Regions from separate parts of the Zea mays genome. Here all the other regions are linked to region 1. A link is a contact called in public Hi-C data. All regions are on one chromosome and are shown on one strand. Each heading gives the region's core, a stretch centred on a gene start, on an enhancer-like site or on the middle of the called end of the contact. The rest is flanking DNA. Distances are from core to core; before and after follow the strand shown.

Region 1 (3,181 bases), core at 491-2,990:
CTAGGCCTAATTGTTGGATAAAGTGGGGAAGTAGAGAACTAAGGATACTGACAAATTGATGGAGTCAGAGACTAGTGCTCATTCGGCGAAAACATAAAGACAGCAGAAAGAGACTAAAAGTCATCGACAAAGAAAATGGTAATTTCATATTTCAATGACTAACCTGACGAGTCAATGGACTAAAGCAAGGCTGGCCACTTGAGAATCCAGAAAATGAGTTTGGAAATGTCTGGACCGATGAAGATAGGTGCCTCACAGTGAAGTCCACTTTACCAACAAGTCCTGAAGTGCCAAATGGAGATGGAATCAGCCTACTTAGGTAAACACACACACACACCATCACAAGACTGAAAAGGCTTGATATTGCTGGAACTTAGGAACTCAATGATATCCGGTGATCACTTGATGACATAAATTTTTAGCCATAACCATCTCATGTTGTTAATGATCAGTAATTTGAGCAATAGGATCTGTATTAAAGGTAAAAGTAAGGTTACTATCAGGGCAACCCATCCTATACAATTGTAGCTGTCAAAGAAACAGTACATTTTTATCTCATTAGTCATATGACTGTAACACAAGAGGCAAACTATTTTTTTGTTGTGTAAACGAATGCCTATGTAATCTCACAACACATATACACAGCAGAAAGAAATACTCCCTCCGTTTTTTAAATTTGTCGTGTTTTAGTTCAAAAATGAACTAGCGGGCGACAAATACTCGATCGAGAACGGAGGGAGTACAAACTAAGCTCACAAAATCCTTGAGAGGAAGGGTACAGAATTCCAGATCTGAGCAGTTGTGTGGGTGGGGGTGGGGGGCAGAGCTCAAAATTGTCGTGTCGATTCGAACCCAAATGCAACACTGGAACCCACGACAAGGTTCGGGCAACAGATGCCACTTTTTTTAACTGAACTACACTAAAATGGTAGTAGTATTCAGAATCTCACTCCAATCCTGTAGAAATCATAAGAGCATCCTGAGTGGGGGTGAGAGAGGAATGGGGGAAGCATGGATTGATCCGCGCGCACCGTATAGAATGCCGAGGACGAGGCCGCACACCACCGCGGACGCGACGACCCAGATGAGCGCAGTCCTGAGCCTCTTCCCGACGGACCTGCAGGGAAGGCAGATCCAAATCAGCAGCGGGAATGAAGAAGAACGGATGGAAACGCAGGCAAGGGGGGAGGGGGGAAGCGGCGAGGGGGGAAGTTACTTGTCCTGGTCGCCCTCGTAGTAGAACATGGCGAAGGGGATGACGAGGAAGACGAGGACGGCGTCTACGATGTAGACGACGAGCCAGAGCGTCCTCATGGGGAGCGTGAGACTGCAGGCGCCGTTGTAGACGGCCTTGCGGCAGGCCTGGCGATTGGCGACGTCGGCAGGGAGCATGAGGATTGAGAGGACGGCGACGGTGAGGCCGAGCACGACGACGAGCTTGGGGAAGTAGGCCTGGTTGACGTCGTCGGGGTGCTGGTAGTTGACGAGCAGGTAGACGCTGACGAGCAGCACCAGCACGCTGACCACCGCCGCCACGATCACCAGCGCGACGTTGAAGTCCCCCATCGGGGTGGCCGCCGCCGGATCTCGCGCCCTTCCTCCTAGTCTCCAACTCCCACTAGGGTTTGGGCAGTCCCCCTCGCTCCGGCGGCGCCAGCGGCGCGGGGGGAGGGGAGCACCACCGGCGAGCGGGATCTGGGCAGGACGGCAGCGGTGGGTGCAAGAAGGGAGGCAGGTAGCTGCGGGCTACCAGCAGCGCGTGAGGGTAGAGGTGGGGTGCGGTGGGTAGTGGGTTGACGACGTCGAGGGGGGAAAGGGACGGGGGCGACTGGGAGAGGCAGAGGAAGGAGGCTGGAGGCCAACAGCGTGGGCTAGGCTGGCGCCGGCTCGGGCGGTTTGGTCGGGGTGGGGGCGGCTTTGGTTGGGTTCTCTTTTCGGCGGGCGGAGTGTTTTTCCTTCGGAGCGCTGTGCGTTCCGGACTCATGGGCCGAGACCGAATGGCCCACGATCAGCACTTGAAGGACGATAGCCCAACCACTGCCGAAGAGGCGCTGGCAGGCCTAATCCAACGGTTGCAGAAATTTGGTCCGTCGCTTCCTGTCCGTGGCCGTCGCTGCTGGTCTACGCCGGGACGTGAGCACGACAAGGACATCGCTGCGGTCGTCTCGTCGCTGTAGAAAAACAATCACACGCGAACACGGTGAGTATTTCTGTTACCAATTCATTTCTCCCTTTCTCCATACGAATGCAGTCGTACTTATAGACACTTACAAAGGCCGGCCCACAACGGTCTCGGTTCTAAGTGTTGAGAACCATTGATAGTCGCCTAGAGGGGGTGAATAGGGCGAAACTGAAATTTATAAATATAAACACAACTACAAGCCGGGTTAGCGTTAGAAATATAAACTAGTCCGCGAGAGAGGGTGAAAAACAAATCGCAAGCAAATGAAGAGTGTGACACGTGGATTTGTTTTACCGAGGTTCGGTTCTTGCAAACCTACTCCCCGTTGAGGAGGCCACAAAGGCCGGGTCTCTTTCAACTCTTCCCTCTCTCAAACGGTCCCTCGGACCGAGTGAGCTTCTCTTCTCAAATCAAACCGGGAACAAAACTTTCCCGCAAGGGCCACCACACACTTGGTGCCTCTTGCCTCGATTATAATGGAGTTTTGATCACAAGAACAAGTGAGAAAGAAAAGAAGCAATCCAAGCGCAAGAGCTCAAAAAGAACACGGCAAATCTCTCTCGCTAGTCACTAAAGCCTTGAGTGGAATTGGAGAGGATTTGATCTCTTTGGTGTGTCTAGAATTGAATGCCTAGCTCTTGTAAGTGGTTGAGAAGTGGAAAACTTTGATGCCATGAATGGTGGGGTGGTTGGGGTATTTATAGCCCCAACCACCAAAAGTGGCCGTTGGGAGGTTGTCTGTTCGATGGCGCACCGGACAGTCCGGTGCACACCGGACATGTCCGGTGCCCCCGCCACGTCATCACTGCCGTTGGATTCTGACCGTTGGAGCTTCTGACTTGTGGGCCCGCCTGGATGTCCGGTGCACACCGGACATGCACTGTTCCCTGTCCGGTGCGCCAGTATGGGCGACTCTGACTTCTGCGCGCGCTGCGCGCGCAATAAATGCATCGCAGGTAGCCGTTGGCGCCGGATAGCCGTTGCTTCGGAGTTGCACCG
Region 2 (3,181 bases), core at 200-2,699, 760 kb after region 1:
GATGGATCACCGTCACTGCTGGGTGCTGCTGGCACATACTCCCTCCCACCCAGTCCCCGGCGGCCAAAAGGGGAAAGTAATTAGATTTCCTTAAAAAAACCAAAGAACTTGTTCGTTTACGTTGGATTGCACCCGAAATTGTTACAGCTAATCAAAATTTATATAAATTAGAAAAACAATCAGGTTAGTTACGTCGGATTACACCCGAAATCGTTAAAGCTAATCAAAGTTTATATAAGGGCTTATTCGTTTGTGTTGGGTTGCACCCGGAGTCGTTCCAGTTAATCAAAGTTTATATAAATTAGAGAAGTAATCCGGTTAGAAATCGTTCCGACCCACCAATCCGACACAAACGAATAAGACCTAAATTAATCAGACTAGAAATCGTTCCGACCCACCAAACCGGCACAAACGAACAAGGCCTAATTCAAGTTCGCACAAAGTGTAGTACTAATGCCTTCATTGTTGGTCTTTTTATTATTCTCCCAGCACCCAAAAAGGGAGGGAAATAGCGCTCGCCCTTGCGTGGCGCGTTCCCCGCGTGTGCCAGTGCCAGTACAGAGTTTCTGAATTCAAATTCGAACTCGCTCCCGGCACCCCCACTTTCTTCCCAGTCCAGTAGTAGCTCCATAGCGTGGTCTCTCCTCTCCCAACCTCCTGCGCTGGAGACAGACTCTACAGCTCAGTAGCTCCAGAGCGTCATGTCGCTGGCGCCGTCGTCGTCGTCGCCGTCCACGATGCTATGCCATCCGCCGGCGCCGGCGCCGCTTTGCCAGCAGTCGCTGCTCCCGCTCACCATCCCGTCGTCGTAGCAATACGAGTGGTCGAACTCCATGCCGCCGCCGTACATCGCCGCCGCGGCGGCGGCGGCGGCGGCGACGTCGTCCGCCTGCGAGGGCGCGACCACGTCAGCGGCAACGGCGGCAGTCTCATCCTGCTGCGAGGCGGCGTCGGCGAGCTGGATGGCGGCGCGGCGGATGTCGTCGGGGGTGGCGAGCGTGGCGGGGTCGACCTGGAGCAGGCGCGCCGAGTCGGCGAAGTTGAGGCACGCGGCGCGGCCCCGCAGGGCCAGCGCGGCCACGTCGTGCGCGCGCGCGGCGGCCTCGGGGGTGGCGAAGGTGCCGAGCCAGATGCGCGACTTCTTGTTGGGCTCGCGGACCTCGCACACCCAGCGCCCCGCGGGCCCGCGCCGCCGCACGCCGCGGTACACGGGGTGCCGCGTCTCCCGGAACTTGGTCCGCCCCGCCGGCCGCTTGGGTGGCGCCGACAGCACCGTCGCGTACTCGTCGTCGCCGCCGCCGCCGCCGTCCGCGGACTCCGCCGGCTCCTGGCGCTCGTCGTACCCGTACCCGTAGCCGTAGCCGACGGCGGCGTACTCCATGTGATGGCAGTGGTGGCTGCTGCTGCTTGTCTTGCGATGTGCTGGTTCGATGCGGAACGCGATGGCTGATGGCGTGGCTGGCGATGGATGGAGTCGGGAGTTGTGGTCTGGTTTATATATATAGGATTTGGTGGTACGTGGATCAGGAGGAGCGGGAGAAGTTTGAAGGCGGGAGTCAGTCAGTTGGGCGGGCGCGTGGCGGGACTTGGGAGGTGTGAGCTGGAGACTGGCTGGGGGAGTCGGGGACAGTGCTGCGTGCGGGACGGTGGCGAGGCGGCGGGGGAAGACGCGTTGGCGTCAGCGTGGCGTCGTCGGCTCCACTCCCATCCCATTCCCATTGCTTAGCAGTCGCCGTTAAGGAAAGTCGCGCGGACTGACATGCGGCAGGGCCCCCGCCATGGCAGCGACAGAGGATCAGGAGATGGCCACGTGGAGATGGCGACAACGGCTGGCTTTTGGGCGGCGGCAGACCTCTTCGGTCTTTCGCTCGCTTCACTGACAACACCGAGAATCAGCAGGGCACACAGAGAATCTCTAAAAAGGAAGAAGAAAAAAATCTAGCAGGGCAACGTAGAATAGAATCAATAATAAAAAAAATATCAGAGCCGTGGGCAGGGCACGTGACGGCGGCCGGTGGGCTTCGGCACATGCGCCATGCGGTGCGGCGGCGGCGGCAGGCCACTGGTTTTCCGTCGGCTTGTTGATCATTTCCAGCTCGGAGACAGGGCCGTGGCGCCGCCCGCGGAAACGCGTGGGGCTACCTGCCTGCCGCCGCCCCCGACACCGACCGGAGGCGCCTGCCTCCGCTCCTCCTCGTCCGGACTCGTTTCGATGTAGCCGCGCGTCCGCCCTTGCGTCCTCCGCGCTCAACGCTTGATGATCGGGTGTCGCCGTCTGCTACTCGATCTCCTCCCGCCCCGGCCCCACCGAATCCATCACCCGCCGAGGGGATGGAGACGGGGTTCGACGTGGCCTGCCCGGGTTGGGCCAGGCGACCGGGTCGTCAGTGATCAAGAAGCACAAGCACTGCACGCGTGGGCCGCCCATCCACATCCAGGACGAACCGCCGTAGCTTACTTACTAGTACTTTCAGTTCCAGCAGAAGCCGGGATGAAAATGCGGAAATTTTCCAGTTTCCCCAGTGTCGTGTGTGGTCCACCGCTCGTGTCGTGGATGAGATATAGATAGGGGCGAGGGTACCGGATATAGATACTATAAATAAATACATTTTTTCACTAATAACTTAGATACTTTTATATTCGTGATGGATATAGGTTAATAGATAGATAGTAGTAAAATAGTACAACTTTGGATTCGGATTCGATATGGATTTTCCTTATCTTTAAAGCCGCACGGAAACGACGCATACTAGGCTATCCACGTATGCAGAATTTCGTCTCCCGCACGATTGTTCATCCACGGCTTCTATCGTTCAACCGCTTTCCATCTCTAGATGCTTCTACCTGGTTCACGTTCCCTTCTCCGCTGCAGTTTGGTGAACACACCTCTATCGCCCCGACCTCGACGCGACCCCTCTCGCTTGGATCCGGACGGCCCGGTCCCTCCGCCCTCCCATGCGCACGGCGCCGCCGCCGCCGCAGCCGACATGACGCTCGCAGCCCTCGCCCGTGCCCTCGACCGGTCCGCGCGCTCCTCCCGCCCGCGCCAGGCGAGTATCCCTTCTCAAGTTCTCATCCTCTCCCCGGCCCCCTATCTTCTCGTAGGTCTGACCTCTCGCTGCTCCTTCTAGGGTTTCCAGCTCGGGGGCCTCCGGCAGTCGCCCGCGCCACCGCTACAGCC
Region 3 (3,181 bases), core at 487-2,986, 570 kb after region 1:
CTGTACATCAGTTGTCTTAAATATACATAAGATATGGTTGCTGTTTTGATGGGCATGTTTGCTGGTTCAGGAACTCACTACTTTATCCCTGTGTACTTATAGCAGTCCACAACTGTGTATGTCCTTTTGCCCTTGTTTGGATCTTAATAAAGAACCATGGAAGTGGCAAGAGGTTCCGCATTTTCCTACTTTTCTTTTGCTTGGGTATATGTGGAATTGTGGATCAACTAGCAGTACTTACTGATCTTTTTTGCAGCTTGTAATTTTTAACCGTCCGTTGTTGCTTGCTTGCAAAGACTGCACCTGACGATGAAGTGGTTTGTGACGTTGAAGCTTTGAATCGGTAAGCACTTTCTGTTCACTTTGTTATATTTTAGTGCTGGAGTTGTTTACAACGCATACATCAGCTCGTACTGCCTCTACTCTTTTTTTCAGTATTAATATTAGTGTCAGTGTGTGTGTACTGACAAACAGTGGAGGACAAACCATAATGTTTGTCCATTGTGTTGAAATGATTCAGCACAATGATATGATACCAGAAAACATATCCATGCAGGATACTGGACATTAAATTATAGCGTTTGATGCTTTGAGAATCTTTTGCTAAAAAATGGCCCACTAATGCCCCCACACCTCCGTTTTACTTTGTACTTGTTTATTTAAGATTTAGTCTTTAGGTACTACCATAATGATTACTGGTTGAGGAGTCTAGCTTTTAGATGATTGCAGACAATGTAAAATGACAAAATAACTGCGCGTTACTTGTGCAGATGCAGATTTGTGGTACCTGAAGAGGGAGACCTGCACGAGGTTGGAGGGCCACCACATCGCCGCCGGCTCCACCAGATACCGCCGGAAAACTCCCGCCCAACCGAACCCCATCACCTGATGAGGGTACCCAACCGGCCAGTTCATGCAAGCTCCCGCTTGTTTGGAGGAGAACTAACAAACTCCTCTCGTCCCGTACCTGGCTGGTGAGGATGAGGAGGAGGGCGATGAGGAAGGACATGTGCTGGCCGTAGAAGACGCGGACAGAGGTCACAAGATTCTTGGCGAACACGGTGCCGGCGCCGGCGTTGGCGAAGATGGTGATGAGGACATGCTCCTTCACGCTGAAGGGCCCCGGGTTGAGGGTGAACTCGCACGGGCGGCCGCGGAAGAAGGCGCGCTCCGGCAGCGCCGCGGCCATGAGGCGGCCGACGGGGAGCACGGCGACCTGCGCCGACACGGCGGTGACGGTGAGCGGCTCCTTGCGGTACCCGAAGAAGGCGTTGAGGAAGGAGAGCGCGGCGCAGGACGCCGTGCCCAGCACCCACGTCCGGAACGTCAGCGCCGGCGTCGCCGGGTCGTCCCACGCCGGCACCGTCAGCGCCACCTGCTCGATCGGAGAGCCGTTGTCGTCCCCCGCTTCAGCCTCCTTTTCCTCCGCCGAGCCATGCGGGCGCCGCGACGACGGTTGCACTGCATGACAAGGAACGGGAATAAAGCAAACGGAGCGGTAGTGCGGTCCACTTGCCACCGCAACGAGGAAACGGAGAGCTGGGAAAGGGGAGCATTACGCAGCGGAGAGGTGATCAGCTGGATGCCATGGCGATCGTGCTCCTCTCCCGCCTCGTCGTGCTCCTCCAGTTGGTGGACGGACGACGCCATGATTGGGTTGGGACTTGGGAGTTATGACTGGGACTTGGCCGGCTGACAGTGGCAATAGCAGCTGCAGGTGTTGCCGTGCTGGGCTCCTTTCAGCTGACTCGTCTGCTCTGGCATTTATTACACTACAGATCGTGCTCGATGGGCCCCCTCTCCCCACTGGCCACTACTACAATAGCTATCATATACCAAAGGCCACTAGTTTCTCCCTACCTCACCAATAAAACTTGAACCCCAAAAAAAAACCAAGCACTCCTTGTGATACGAGAAAGAACGACGTCCACATACATGGAATGAAAGGCTACAGAGCGCTGAGTTTATCGATGGCAATAGCAAGTGTCTCTTTTGCTTCTGAGGACATGCATAATTTTTTTTGTGGGAACAGTCTAAAAGGCGCCGCCTGCTCGTTCTCCCTTCGATGGGCTGGAATTTGCTCTTCTTCAGACGATCGTGGGCCGTCCGTCGGCCCAGGAAAGAAAAAGGAGCAGAATGTCGTGTGCGGCTGCTACGTACGGACACTCGCAAAGGCTTGTACGTAGGTCCTGAACTTTACCTGAAAACACGACAATGTAGCAGGAGTACCGTGACGGTGAACCGCCAACAGCTCCAACAAGGCCGACAGAAAGACCGTCCCGTTCTGAAAAAGTAGCCAACGCCAACTAATCCCACCCGCACCGGCTGCAGGTCAACCGGTAGTTTGTTTGCCCTAACTATTAGGAACAGGGGTAGGGCTGGAAACGATCCCAGCTCAGCTCGCCTCGACGTGGCTCGGTGCAGCTGCGAGCCGGCTCGGTCATATTGCGAGCCCACCCGAGAGGCTCGGCTCGGCTCGGTAATTGCTTGCGCTAAATAGCGTTTAGAATATAAATTATTTATATATTTTTTATTATATCTAAGATAAAAAAAATTACGTATAATATATTTCTAGACTACAATATAAGCGTATCACATATCAAGTCCAAGAAATTTTACAAAATAGTTCAAAACATAATAATAATATGATATAATAGTATACTTGAGGTTGTTAACTTGACTCGCGAGCTGGACCGAGCCGGCTCGGCTCTCAGTTCTGGCGAGCTGCAAAACTAGACTCGGTTCTGGCTCGCGAGCCGACTCAAGCCTCACCGAGCCTCAATCCATATGGATTGAGGGAGATTGATGGGATTTCAATACTTAGCAAGTAAAAATCTCTCTCAATCCGTATCAATCCTGTCACAAGCTCTAAATTGGGCGAGAACCGGTAGTTGTGAGGGGGAGCGACCCGCCCCCGCCGCTCACGACACGTGTCTACGCGTAAACACTTGGACGCTTTTGGGAACTGCTTGTTCTTGCTTGTGTCGTCGTGTAGTCTAGAGATGGATTTCGAAGGAGCAAAGGGAAAACGGAGGAGATATTTTTCCGTGGGCGACCGTTCAGCTGCTGACGCGTGGACCTGCACTGCACTTGCGGAACAAGAGGAAACGGCGGCCGCCGTTAGATCAGGACCAGACGTGGTGATGATAGGCTGCTCGCGAAACAAAACACGAGCGCGCTC

Evidence for each region. A called contact is a pair of places that touch in the nucleus more often than the background predicts.
Region 2: a Hi-C map of bundle sheath shows a contact between it and region 1, with 2.7 times the contacts expected there. The contact joins the promoter of LOC100384479 here to the promoter of LOC100191580 in region 1. A contact is called at or near these places in 3 of 25 Hi-C or Micro-C datasets (bundle sheath, ear and tassel).
Region 3: a Hi-C map of bundle sheath shows a contact between it and region 1, with 6 times the contacts expected there. The contact joins the promoter of LOC100383021 here to the promoter of LOC100191580 in region 1. A contact is called at or near these places in 4 of 25 Hi-C or Micro-C datasets (bundle sheath, ear, leaf mesophyll and 1 more).

Annotation. Positions count from the first base shown.
Region 1 is chr6:72,617,497-72,620,677 of Zm-B73-REFERENCE-NAM-5.0, reverse strand. It overlaps LOC100191580, which reads right to left and starts at 1,740. Exons shown (of 14, transcript NM_001137010.1): 1 at 1,217-1,740; 2 at 1,032-1,117; 3 at 164-282. The coding sequence starts at 1,566.
Region 2 is chr6:71,853,854-71,857,034 of Zm-B73-REFERENCE-NAM-5.0, reverse strand. It overlaps LOC100384479, which reads right to left and starts at 1,449. Exons shown (of 1, transcript NM_001177010.1): 1 at 276-1,449. The coding sequence starts at 1,381. The coding sequence ends at 683. LOC103629414 (ATP-dependent zinc metalloprotease FTSH 8, mitochondrial) reads left to right here and starts at 2,036. Exons shown (of 6, transcript XM_008650546.4): 1 at 2,036-2,214; 2 at 2,873-3,050; 3 at 3,132-3,181. The coding sequence starts at 2,036.
Region 3 is chr6:72,051,266-72,054,446 of Zm-B73-REFERENCE-NAM-5.0, reverse strand. It overlaps LOC100383021 (Oligopeptide transporter 7), which reads right to left and starts at 1,736. Exons shown (of 7, transcript NM_001361344.1): 1 at 1,560-1,736; 2 at 968-1,461; 3 at 788-885. The coding sequence starts at 1,650.